2 separate regions of the Gasterosteus aculeatus genome follow, and region 2 is linked to region 1. The links are chromatin contacts, called in public Hi-C maps. All regions are on one chromosome and are shown on one strand. Each heading gives the region's core, a stretch centred on a gene start, on an enhancer-like site or on the middle of the called end of the contact. The rest is flanking DNA. Distances are from core to core; before and after follow the strand shown.

Region 1 (6,199 bases), core at 3,028-5,527:
ACTGGATACTCCTGCGTCTCTTTCCCCTGACTCAGCGCCAGAAGCATCAGGCCCAAGTTCCACACGTCGCCCTTCTTGCCTGTTTTCATCGGCATCGCCGCGTCCTCCGAGAAACGCACGTGGGCTTGCTCAAAAATGTCCTCTTTGCACATGTCGGCAAACCTCCTCGACAAGCTGTAATCGGTCAGTCGGACGTTGCCCTCGGAGTCCACCAGCACGCTGGAGGCCGCCAGCTGCTTGTGCACCACGGAGTTGGCGTGCAGGTAGTCGAGGGCGGCCAGCAGCTGGGCGGCGTAGTGGCACAGCTTGTCCGTGGCCAGCGGGGTGTTTGCGACGAGGCTCCGGGTCAAGTTGAAGCCGGCCACGTGCTCCACCAGCAGGTTGACCGCCAGGCAGTCCTCCTTCTCGGTGGAGCTCATCGCCATGTAGCGCACCAAGTTGGGGTGATCCAGCCGCAGGAGGGAGTTGAACTCGGCTTCCGCCCCCTGGATCTACTCGGGAAATCAGAAGAATGGTCTCTCAGAAGAAGAGACTGTGATTCGGCGCGTGGATTTTGCAACGGAGACACTACTTGCCTGCTTTTTGCAGCTCTCGAGCCTCCCTTTCTCCTGGCTGGTGAAGAACTTGCCCATCTTCTTGTTCCAGCGGAGAGACCACTCGTAGATCACGGCAAAGTCGCCAGAGTTCGCCTCGAACCCGTGGTGAACGCTGCGGCGCAGCCGCTCGCTGACGCCTGTCGGTGTGAGACACGCGGTCGTGAGCGTACAGACGGGTCACCGGGATTGAGCCACGTTGGCGAGGTCTCAAGACAGCCGAGCCCAAGCTCACCTAAGCTTTTCCCCCTGTGGACCACAAGCTCTCCGAAAGCGCTGCTGGAGAAGCGGAGAAGCTCTCGCGAGCGAGGGGCGTCTTCGTTAACGGTGTCACGTCTGGGGAGGGAAACAGGACGCAGCTTTAAGCATCGACGCTTCTTCAACACGGGGGGGGGAGAAGCGGCCGGTTCGCCGTGTACCTGTGCCGTGTGTTTGAGGTAGTCCGCCGGCGGCTGGCTGCCGCCTTCTTGGCCTCCATCAGCTCGGGAGGAGCGGCGCCGGGGCTGGGCGGGCTCTTCCCGAGGGGGGAGACGTTCGCGAAGTCCAGCTGCTCAATGCTCTCAAGTCGTTCCTGTGAATATAGACCTTTTATCCATGTGATTTTTCTGCATAGAATACAATGTGGTGTTTAGCTGCTTCTCTGAGGAGATCGGTGGAAATGGTGCAGACACCTGTTTGGCGATTTCCTTTCTTCTTTTTTCATCTCGTTTCTCCTCCTCTCTTCGTTGGATTTCAGCCATGATCTCTTTTTCCTACAATAACAAAAACATGCCTCAGTCCACTTCCTGTTCTGCTGGAGCTATTACGATAATACCAACAGGGTGGGTAGTTATATATGAATAGGGTTTATTCTTTCGTTGATGAGTCATCGTGATTTAATTTTAATTCCACAGATAACTGAATTAAGAAATAACATTTGCACAAAAGTAACCCCCCCCCAGTAGAAGTCCTAACCATCTCCTCCGCCCGCTTGCGCTGCTGGTCCACCTTCTGCTGCTCCTCCTGGTCTCGTTTCTCCTGCTGTCTCCGCTGGTTCTTCAGCATCTCCTCGTGGAAGGAGCTCGGCGGCGGCTTGTTGTGCTCGCTCAGGAAGCCCTGGATGTAGTCCGCCAGCTCGTAAATCATCACCTAGGTGAACAGGTAGGGCAAGTCAACAGCAGCAGCTGCGTTCAGACCAGTTGATGACGTACGAACGCATGTCGCGTCGGGTCCACTAGATTTATTCCCTTTGATTTGTATTGCTTACGTCCAGCCATATGATATAGTGCACTATCTCTACCACTTGTTTGCACTTGCCTGTTTGTGAACTACTGGTCTAGACATACTGTGTATCTGCGCGTCCACGCATCCTCACCTCCCCGCATCGTGCATCCGCCAGCTTAGCGAGTTCACTCTGAAGGTTCTGGAGGTTTTCATTTGACAGACCTTTGGCATTTTTCAGCTGCAGCTCCGGAGGCCTGTCGGTGCCACAAGACGCAAATGACCAAGAATGAATGATCACGGAGATGACATTTAACCATCCACATTGGATTTCTGTTCAGATAATAACAAAGACAATGCAAAAAAAAACAAAAGCTCATCTAAAATACAGCACTGTCACGAATGTTTGGTTTTATGAAATAAGAATTCCCTAAGAACAACGTAAAGATCTTGTTTTTACAATAAACTTTACGTTCCCAGGCATGTGCTCACTAATGAATTAGGAGCACTTCGCCTCACATTAAACATTGTGATACGAGGTTACCTTGCAAAGGCCTTAGTGACTACATGGGTAAAGGTCAGGGGTCAGCACTCACGCGTCTGGGTACGTCGGTGGGCATTTGACGCGCAGGTCCACGGTCACGTAGCATTCCCGCCCGCTGCTCAGCCCGTTTGGCCGCAGGCAGAGGTGCACCTCTGGAGGCCTTTTAACCTGAAAACACAGCCGATGATGACGCAAACGGCGGCCCCGGATAACTACGGGTCGCGTTCCGCTCACGTCTCCCGGCCGCCGTTACCTTCCACGGGTCCTTGTCGCGCAGATCCACGAAGTCATCCGCGAAGATGGACGCGAGCGCCTGCAGCTCGTTCTCCTGCTGGACCGAGCGCTCCTCTGGCGCTTCCGTAGGAGCGCGCTGACGGCTCATTCCCCTGCCTCGCCTACATGGCGGTCGTCCCGCCGAAGGGTCGCTCCCTCGCGGCCGGCAGAGGCGAGGAGAAGGAGGAGGAGAAGGAGGAGAAAGCGCGGCCCCGCGTTCACTCGGTAAAGCTAACGAACGTGGCAGGAAGTCGCCCGGCCGTCATTACGCAGCTCACCGCACACGGACGACCGCGACAAGCAGCTGCTGCTAGCCCGCGCGTGCCTGCTGCGTCGCAGGTGTTACGTCATCACGTAAGGTTCTCAGGAACGGCCTCCAGGGGGCGGTGCTGATCCTGCACGGGGTTCACTCAAGTAAATGTAAGAAGAAATGTGTATCTAGTGTGAGAAATGTCTTCTTGCAATTACTTGAGTGAACTCCACCATGCCCCCCTCAAACTGCTACGGTTAGGATGTCTTATCACTCCATTTTATAAAATATTCAGATTTTGTTTCAAGTGTACGGTGTGTTTCTCACCACCGTGGCACCTCATATGACGTGCTCACTTAAGTTCTAACCTTTACTCATCAAAAGCTTCATCAGCTGCTGCGTTATAGAACATCAGGCATTTTTGTTGAGAGATGAATTAAGATAGGGATGTGATATTGGTTCCGGGATGATATAATAAACAATGAGATAATATTCAACAGTAAAGTAAAATGTATAGTCAACTCATCACCACATACTGGTGCTTTTGTAGTTCCCCCGAAGTTGAGGTTGCCGACTCTTCGGCTCTTTCCAAATGTTTTTTCTTCTATTTCAATCACTCCTTTTAATGACAATGATTCATGAAATTCCATGAGGTCTTGGCGAGCTCACAGAAGGAAGGGGCAAAATGCCGCTGTTGCTTGGCCCACGTGTCCTTAATTCATGTATCAAAACAGCATTCAATCTATGACATTATTCTTTGGCACTCAAATACCTATGAGATGCTTCAGTTGCATCCAGCTCCCACATGTATCTGTGGAGATAAAGAGGTACCACCGCTATATATAGAAGGTTCTTTATCTGGTGGGGCAGCGTGGAGCAGAAGAATGCTCTCACATACCTCCAGCTTTTATATAACTTCACATATTATTCATCCCCCTTTGACCTGTGGGTCATTATTCCTCAACCTGAATCAGATTGTTCCTTTAAAGCTCACAAAAACACAAACGCTGTGACCATCTTTGGGAATGATGTGGCATCAACAAATAATCTGTCAAATGTGTGTATCATTCCTGCATTACCTCATTAATATATAGAAAAGTGGGTGGCACAAATATGGACCTCCTCTTTGCTGTCTCACGGCTAAGGGCTCATTAATGACTCTCTTGCTCACCATAACCCTAAAAGGAGACAGCCGGGCCAATCAGGTGGGAGCACTGACACCACATGCCTCCCAGACAGCCAGATCCCACACAGAGCCGGCTGGCGTTACCATCAGCTGTTCCACAAGTCCAGGAAGCTCAGTGCACATACCAGCAGCACGGTTCACAGGCATTCGCAATGTTTTCATCTCCTTAACAAGACACGAGTGACGCCGTCCCGACCGGGTCGTCAGAGTTGGTCCCTTGAGCGTATTAAAGCGTCTGAGAGATATGTTTGTTGATCGTACGTCACCCATGAGATTAACAGAAATCATAGTATTTCAAAGCTCTGATTGGAAGAAATTCAAAGTGTCTTAATTTATGGTTGCAGGGCTAAAGAAAAGTTACTGCAACACCCACGCGAGAGTGTTTTAAGACGTAAAGTTACATGTGTCATAAAGTCAATGAGAGATACATTCATCATAAAAAAGGCAGATTACTTTTTATCTTCCTTTAAGAAATGAACTGCAATAACGTACATATTGTTCTCTTGTTTAAATGATACAATAATCCCAATAATATCTCATTAAGCATTGCTCAAAGTTCATAACGTTTCATTCTCAACCACCCCTTTCTTATCACTGTGTCAGAGTGTCTGGGAAGTCCCATCCATGTATGTGAAACCCACTTTCGTGTGGCTCGTTGATTTTTGAAGGCAGCTCTTATTTGGACTTCTGTGAACCCCCGGCCCCGCCCCTGGTCCCTAGAACCAGTCCGGGTCTTATTTAAGGGGCTCTTGCCTCCCTCGGTCTTTGTACCAGTGGAAGCATCCGCCTACCAGTGCACCTTGGTGAGTCCATTCACCACTTGTTCATCTGAATTGCTTTTAACTTTTGTGTCATTTGGGAGATTTGTTTCTTCATAGTTAATGTGTCTTTTAAACTAACGAGGCTTAAACAAATGAAAGGATGATGTAACTTCATGGCTTTCACGTTTATAATGATTAACTGGACACGAATGCTTCAGTTACAACTGGACTTACTGGTTATGTTATGTTGACTGCCATAGGACATTGTAATTAGCCTTATTAGTGATGATTTTCTGCGACTAACACTTCATACTAGAGAACGTTTCTGTGGAACGGTGTGGATGGAATCAAAGACGTCATAGTATAACTTGGACCGGCACATAAAAGATGTGGAGAAGTCCGCCGTAACCGCGCGGGCTCTAATGAATGAAGCTAAACGGCAGCTGGGGCACGGAGCCATGTAGTAAAACTAAAGTGCCACGGTGTGCAGACGGATGTGTGCTGGCACGGCTCTCAGACAAGATCCGAGATGCGAGTGTCATTTGTTTCACCCTGTTGAGCACAGCGTGAGTACCGAGCTTAAAATAGATATTCAGCTTTCCCCGTTATCCCCTTTTTTGGTGCTACCTCAGCAGCTCTGAGATGTCCCAGGAACAATCACGGCGGCGGTGATATGGTATCAGCAGTTGTGCAGCACGTTTGGCACCAAAATAGCACGCACCTCAGGCACGTCTAATTAGCTCTCTATAAAAAGGACCCATTGAGATGGGCTGTGTTTGTGTTTCCAACTTCAGCAGCTACGAGAGCAGGTCTTCAAAGAGACACTGCATCACGGCAAATGCTTCTATTAATTAAACGAGTCTATGGTCTAGTCACTTCATCACAAAATGATCCGGCCATGAAGTGTCTGTGGTTGTTCAATTATAACAGCTATGTGTTCTATGACAGGCAGCTTAGACAGCTGTTTCTGAATCTCATCCTAAACCTCCTGCTCCCCCCCTTCATACTCACTTCAAATGTTAGACCGCCCCGGTGAAGCCTAATCATGTGTGACGACGAAGAGACCACTGCCCTCGTGTGCGACAATGGCTCTGGCTTGGTCAAGGCTGGATTTGCAGGGGATGACGCTCCCCGCGCTGTCTTCCCCTCCATCGTCGGAAGGCCCCGACACCAGGTGAGCTAAACAAAAGACATCTTAAAAAAAACAAAGTTACAGAGGTATAAGAAAGAGTCTTATGTTCCTCTCGTGCTTCTCCTCTCAGGGCGTGATGGTGGGTATGGGTCAGAAGGACAGCTACGTAGGTGATGAGGCCCAGAGCAAGAGGGGTATCCTGACCCTGAAGTACCCCATCGAGCACGGCATCATCACTAACTGGGATGATATGGAGAAGG
Region 2 (6,843 bases), core at 1,927-4,426, 170 kb before region 1:
CTTGGGAATTGCGTAACTGTAGATAATGATGGAAGCTTCATCCGCGCGGTAGATTCTATTATTATTCCCAGAGTGATTATTCCAACATAAAACATCCGGCAGTCGTTTGACTGATAACCTACTCCCCTCCATTCTCTGCTATTTAAGGGAGTGACCAAAAAGTCCACAAGCACATTGTGGAGTTGAAATTGATCTTTTAGTTGTAGATTCCTGTATTGTTAATATTACAGGTCCGTTCAGCAATTAGCAGATTGGGTTTAACATCTGCCCATTTGCAGATGAATTGACAAGAGTCCACGCAGCTTTGAAACTGGAATAACCCGTTGAAGAATTTGTGTCCAAAGTGTTTTTTCCTCCTCCTCGTTCTGTCCGAGGAGAGGAGGGTTGAGAGGAGCCACGTCTTACACAACACATTGGCACACAGGAATGCACAACAACAGTTTGCCCATCTGAATTGTGCATTAACTCATTATGATTAAAACAATAACCCACAGACCTTAGTAGCAACATCTACGTTGTGCAACAGCGTTACTTTGCGCTGCCGTTTATTCCCCGCACAGCAAAGAGCATAACGGGACTACAGTCCCTCACTTGGGGGAGGAAGACACGGCAGAAAATACAGCGATAAAGCGTATGGTCCCTCCTCGTAATGCCTTGGTGCATCGTTATAGATCACATATAAACCGACTATGACAACCCTACCTGATTTTTAGTCCATGAACGCGAAGACAGTTTACAGATCCGCGTCCTGCGCGGGGGTTAAATCGGGTCGCGCTTTGCCGTCATCCGGACTTTTCTCTTTTTTAATCGGATCGATACGTCGGCGTGAAGCCCTGCAGGTGTCGGCGCGGTGTTGCACCCCGGAGCCCGTGTGGTGCGCGCAGGGCACCGTTTTCAAAAACGTTGCGGCCCCCGGGGCTTTTTATCCGAGACGGACGGCGTCGAATGAAGGCGGCGGCATTGGGTTCACTACAGCATCCGGTTGAGACCTTCAGAATAAAGCGTGTGCGTAACTGTCAGCGCGGATTTATTTGTTGAGATCCACGCAGATGAGATGGCGTTAACGCGTAGATTAGTCAATTGTCCCTCTAATTAGCGTTATATGGTAGCGTTGAATCAAGAGGTAAAACAAAGTATCACTCCTGAGGAAAAAATAAATGACAAAAAAATAAATGAAAAGACAACAATAACAAGATATTAAGTAAGATTTGGGTTTACAGAGTCTACAAAGTATTAAACAAATTACAAATGGAGAAATGTTGCCCGTGAAGGGATCCAATCGGGGTATCTAGATTTTAGGCTTAATAATATTTTCATATGTTCACGTTAGGCCACAATTTACCAAATTGAAACATGAAAGTGAAACTGCTAACTATAAGATCAACCATGGCTGGAGGAATGACCTGTGATCAAGGTGGATTCATCCAGATGTGAGAGATCTGTCTGCATATCCTTCGCACCCAAACAGGTTTCGGTGGACATTGTTTTATTGTGGAGGCAGAACTGCCGACCTTCCGGGGTTGACGGACCTGCTGCTTTCTGGCTTGAAGCTGATTGGGATGCGAAAATGCAGCCCAGTGGTCGAGGGCCCTCCTCCAATACTCCCCCATCCCATCAGCTGGAATGGACCTCAGGCGGACATTACCCAGTTTAATGGGCCAGTACAAGTTGCCCATCACAATAGGAGCTCAAGGAATGTCATTTTCTCCAGAGACAGCGGTCTAGTTGTTGTAGCCCCGTGTGGCCCGAGGCAATTGAGTTTACTAGAGTTTCACTGCCCCAGAAAGAAGTAGCCACAGTAAGTGACAAAAGTATTGTCCCACTACTTAGGCGTGCGTACAATATGACGTGTTGTTTCTCCACAACCAGCTGCAAGTTGTACTCAAGTTACGACATCAAAGAATATGCAGGATGGCTTTTGTTTTGAACGGAGCAACAAAAGCCATCTTAGGTGGTCAAACAGGTTCATGAAAGCCAGTAGAAAGCAAGCTCCCAAAATGTGTCAGGCGACATTACTTTCATTTATTGGTGTAATGAGCCCATGCAGGGATTGGATTTTCATCCAAGCTTTTAGGCATAAAGTAACTTTTAAACCACTCGTCCTGCTGTCAAACCTTTTACCTTGAGGACCTCTATAAAGGCGTTGCAGAGATTATAGTTGGTAGGATTTAGTTCTACTGTGTTTGTCCACAGGGAACCTTGGAGAAACACTTTAGGTTTCCCTTCAACAAAAAGGGTCATTAAAAATGCTCAATAGAAGCCAGTGACACGGCTCCTCTGGATTAATATCCTGAGAGAAGTCAATCCTTTTGAAATTGACTTGATTTTATTATATTTTACAAGAACCGAGCTGTTGAATGTGATGTCGGGGATGTTACGGATACTGCATCGCTCTGGTGTGATCTGCTGTCACAAAACCACACAACAACAACAACAGTCCCTTGTCTGGAAAACAAGCAACAGTTCATCCCTCTTTTGAAAGCTTCACCAGGGCGATTAAAATAGCATTTATTTTACACTATTAATTGTGGTCCAGCGATCCTCATGCAAGAGAGAAGCACACTAAAATAAACAAACAAACCATGAGAAATCTGCTGTTTTGTTCACCTATGGTTATAGGTGAACTAAACAGCAGAGTTCTTGGTTTACATTCGACAATTGATACTATGCACTTGATACTATAATTAAGTACTAAAAGCTAAAAAGACAAAACCCTTATTCTAATGTAAACCAAGGTGGAGCCCGGTTCTGATATCATTCTTTTAAAACTCAATCGCCATGGCGATATACTGATACTGATCATTTAAAAGAACTGGTGTTTACGTTGGCTGAGCACTTTGTACTCACTACAAAAGGTTAAGCAAATAGCTTAAATATTCAAATATACAAAGTCCCAACTGACAGATTTTGCCTACATGCTTATATGAAAAAAATGTGACCACCGTTTTTACTCCCAATTCAGAATATTTCTAAAGGCCTAAAAAAACCCAAATCATTATGATGCTGTAAAGGTTTGAATAAAATGTATGAAACACGCTAACTGTGTTGACAAGACTAAAAAAAACGTTCAAACAAGTTACAATATTTGGACCGGTAAAACATAAATCCCTAAGTTTACGATGTAGTCGAAATCTGCATTTAAACAACGTCTGAGCAAAACAACGGAGTAAAAAACTACATTTCCCAGGCTGCACTGCAACACATTAGTTGAGAGGTCGAAGACGTAAAACGCACGCTTCCCCGAAACAACAACAAACCGCTGTATCTGTATCTATCCCATTGTTCTGTGTTGTTATCGTGGCTCGCTGTTTGCAGAAATGTCCGCAAAGGCCAAAGATATCCTGAAGATGGATCTGTACGGTTTACTCGGCATTGACATCACCGCTACATCGAAACAGGTGTGTAAGTAAGCTAGCCGTTGAGCTAGTTAGCTCTGAGCACAGTCGTTATTTTACACGCGCGTCACAGAAGGGACCCACGCTGCTTCGGCAGATATCTTTACCAAACCGTTGGCTAAACTAACGTGACATGTCACAACGGTTGTGTTTGCACAAGGGCCGACTGGCGTGACGCGTTAGCCTGTTAGCAGCAGGCTAACGAGGCATTAGCTTGTCGCATTGGAGCCTGTTTAGCAGTATGTTTTGAATGAATGCCCCGCGCGTGTTACCTTGACACGAGTCTTTCTCCGCGAGGGGAGAAAAGCGAGGTGAGCAGGGCTGAAATAACCGGGTGGAAAAAGACCTAAAGTCCGGTTTGTGGCTGAGTGGTGAAGGTGTCGTGCGCCGAGGAGGCCACACGGTGGCGACGTTGGATCAGTTTAGGCTTTCGCGAGAGCGACGTGAACGGCCTTTGGTGATAATCGATACATTTTAGGGCTGAAATCAGTTTTGATCACATAGTCAGTTTTTTTCCCGATTAAATACAAGGAGAAATGTTGAGCTATGTTTAAAATGACCCATAATCCAAAACCCACGAATATATTACATTTAATATGATTTTGAAGAGGGAAAACCAGCAAACTATCACCACGAAGAAAATGAGAATGTCTGGCATTACTCTTTGATTAATAGACTAATTATGTAAACTCTTAAGAAATTGGCAATTGTATAGATACTAAATTCATTTATGTTTTTTAGTCCACCAACCTGTCTAAACGGCACATCTGATCACCAATACATGATGAGGCCTGGTAGATGCTGTATTACTATGGGCAACCTTCTTTTGGATGGATTTTGAATCAACTCCTAATGTACTTCATTTCCTACTCCCAGAGTGGTTTACCATAATGTTCTCAATCCCGCTTTTTCCCCAAGACCCCCTCTCATCACAGTTTCCAGCATCGAGAATTCCACAAGCCCAATGGGAAAATTAAAATTGCGGGCGAAATGAGGGAAGGCTGTAATTTCTTAATTGGATTTCAAAGTCCTGTCCTCCCCGGAGGACGATCCTGGAGGAAGTTAGCGGTTATGGCTCGGGTAGAATCGAGACTCTCAAAATGCAGAAAGCTGGTTCTGTGAGGTCTGTCGATGTGCGTTTGTGTGCGTGTTACATTACGTTAAAAAGTGCGTGGAGACCGATGCCATCAGATGGGCTACTAATCCCAGTTTTTTCAGCTGCTGCTCCACCACCTCCATCAGGCATGTTCTTCAGTGGAAGAAGCGCGTCCCACAGCCTGTTTATGTGGCCTCTGCCACAGCTTCTAAAACGTCGTCTCGACAGTAGAAGTCTTGCGTATGCATCTCCTCCATGTTCTATGTAGCAACCTTTTCTCTTATTGGCTGGCTGATTAGATGACTATAGATGCTGAGTTCTGCTGGAAGCCGATACCGAGGCCTCTCCACCATCTAAAAAGTCATTCCCATGCATATCAGCGGGACTTGGGTAATTATTGCCAAGTGTGTGTGTACCTACCACAGATTGCTCGGTGAGATAATGGTAACAACCGAGACCACACAAAACGTATTTTGCTTTATTCAGCTTGCAGCGTACCTGATGTGTTGCAGTGTGTACGGTGCATGGACAGTGTACGTGTGGACAGAGCATCAGAGGACAGACGAGGACGAGCTTCTTCTTTGAGTGTCTGCTCGGTCAGAGTAGGTGGATTATGTTGCATCTGGTGGTGCACTGGGGCACCTTACCAGCCAAGCATGTGGTCATCTGGAGTTCCAGGTCTTTCAACACGAGACGGCAGCGCCAAAGCCAAGTTACCTTTCAGTTACAATTAGTCTGAGGTCACGAATCCCGCTGTGAGCATTGGCCTTCAAAGTGAACGTAGGGTCGTCCTGCCTTAATGCGGAGTATGACTGGCGCTTTGTTCCATCAGGTTCACAATCACACAACCACATGAAAAGTCCATCACAGTGTCTCACTGTTTCCCTTCATTACATCCCGTTTTTCTTATTAGGTGTGGTCACATTGGCCCTGTCTCCGCTCCTCCTCATCCTTTTACCCGCTGCGCCTATTATTGTTATTATTGTCCTCCAGCTGATAATGTCCCGTAAATAGCAGAGCGTTGTAATTAAGGAGGATGGGCCCATGGCAGATCAGGCAGCTAATCAGCCGCACAGACTGGGACCAGTTTGTCAACCGTAATTGGCACCAGAGATGTAATGAGGACAATATGTGGACATGCAGTTGGGAGCGGTGCAGGCGGGGATCAAGAAGGTGCACACAGTCCAACCATGAGGCTACCGTTGGCCTTCTGCCGCACGATCGCTCTTTTCCCTTTGAGCTCTCTGCAACTTCTGTTAACTGAAGCGTGGGAAGTAGTTGACCTTTCTGCAATTACATTTGCATTGAGAGAAGAAAAAAGGTGAAAATCTTGAATAATTCAATTTGAAAGAGCTAAAAACAAACCTTCAAAAGCTGGCACGCTCTGGCTTCCACTTTGTGGAACCAAAGGGGCTCCGGGGTCTTCCAGCGTCGATTAAGGCCGGCGCGTTACGGCATCGATGGGAGTGATCATGTACTATTTAACAAAACGGCTCTGGAGGCAAAGTGGAGGAAAGATACGGCTTAGAGTGCCCGAGGGAGTAACACGGAACAAGAGAGGAAGAGGAGGAGAGCGGAAAGGAGGATGGATAATGAGCCGGCATGTGGAAAGAGTCCGTAGATCTCCAACCGCCGACCAAAATGTCATTATTGTTTGCGAGGAGGAATTGTAGTGCACACATCTCGTATCAAACTGCATTACTGGTTCACTATGGTGGATTTTCTGCTATTATATAATTGATATTTTTTGGTTTCATGGATGTTTTTGTAATCGAACATATGGACGTTTATGGAAACCAACGGCTGCTTGGACATTTAGTGGAAAGTTCCCTCGACGTCTACTACCTGGATTTGGTGTGGACGTCGAAAAATGGACATCAAATTTCAGTCGAAGAACCAAAAGTGTTAACGCTCTTTATATAGACTTTTTAATAGAGTTGTGTCTCTATGATGTCAATCTCTTTCAAAGCAAGAACAAAGTAACATTTGAACTCTAGCTTGGGTTTCTTTTTCCCTCTTTTGTTTCGTACCTAACTCCACGAGAGTCTTTTGGATAAATTCGGACAAAGCCACAGAGAAAAAGAAAAGGGAGAAAGAGACAGCGGGGCTAAAAAGGGGAAATGAGCTTAGGCCAACAGAAGGCATACTCTACGTGTTTGGCTCCGGTCCACAGCCCCATGTGTCGGTTTGGATCTGTAGGATGGCTCCGTCTGCCAAGCAGCAAGACACAAATTATTCCTAGTCTCGCAAAGCCCTCTCGATGAACCGAGTTCTCATTTACTGGAACTACAAATAAGACAAAAAGTTCACAGAGCGATAGATGGGCCACGCAGGGCCGCAGAAGTTCACCGT

Evidence for each region. A called contact is a pair of places that touch in the nucleus more often than the background predicts.
Region 2: a Hi-C map of skeletal muscle shows a contact between it and region 1, with 2.3 times the contacts expected there. The contact joins the promoter of dnajc17 here to the promoter of eif2ak4 in region 1. A contact is called at or near these places in 2 of 6 Hi-C or Micro-C datasets (both in skeletal muscle).

What each region holds. Positions count from the first base shown.
Region 1 is chr15:3,602,000-3,608,198 of fGasAcu3.hap1.1, reverse strand. eif2ak4 (eukaryotic translation initiation factor 2 alpha kinase 4) reads right to left here and starts at 4,277. Exons shown (of 39, transcript XM_040198836.2): 1 at 2,591-4,277; 2 at 2,390-2,505; 3 at 1,948-2,050; 4 at 1,548-1,721; 5 at 1,265-1,345; 6 at 1,013-1,164; 7 at 829-929; 8 at 576-733; 9 at 1-491. The coding sequence starts at 2,719. actc1b (actin alpha cardiac muscle 1b) reads left to right here and starts at 4,686. Exons shown (of 9, transcript XM_040198957.2): 1 at 4,686-4,849; 2 at 5,831-5,981; 3 at 6,070-6,198. The coding sequence starts at 5,853.
Region 2 is chr15:3,767,925-3,774,767 of fGasAcu3.hap1.1, reverse strand. dnajc17 (DnaJ (Hsp40) homolog, subfamily C, member 17) reads left to right here and starts at 3,176. Exons shown (of 11, transcript XM_040198968.2): 1 at 3,176-3,398. The coding sequence starts at 3,318. It overlaps LOC120832520 (inverted formin-2), which reads right to left and starts at 953. Exons shown (of 22, transcript XR_013452763.1): 1 at 703-953.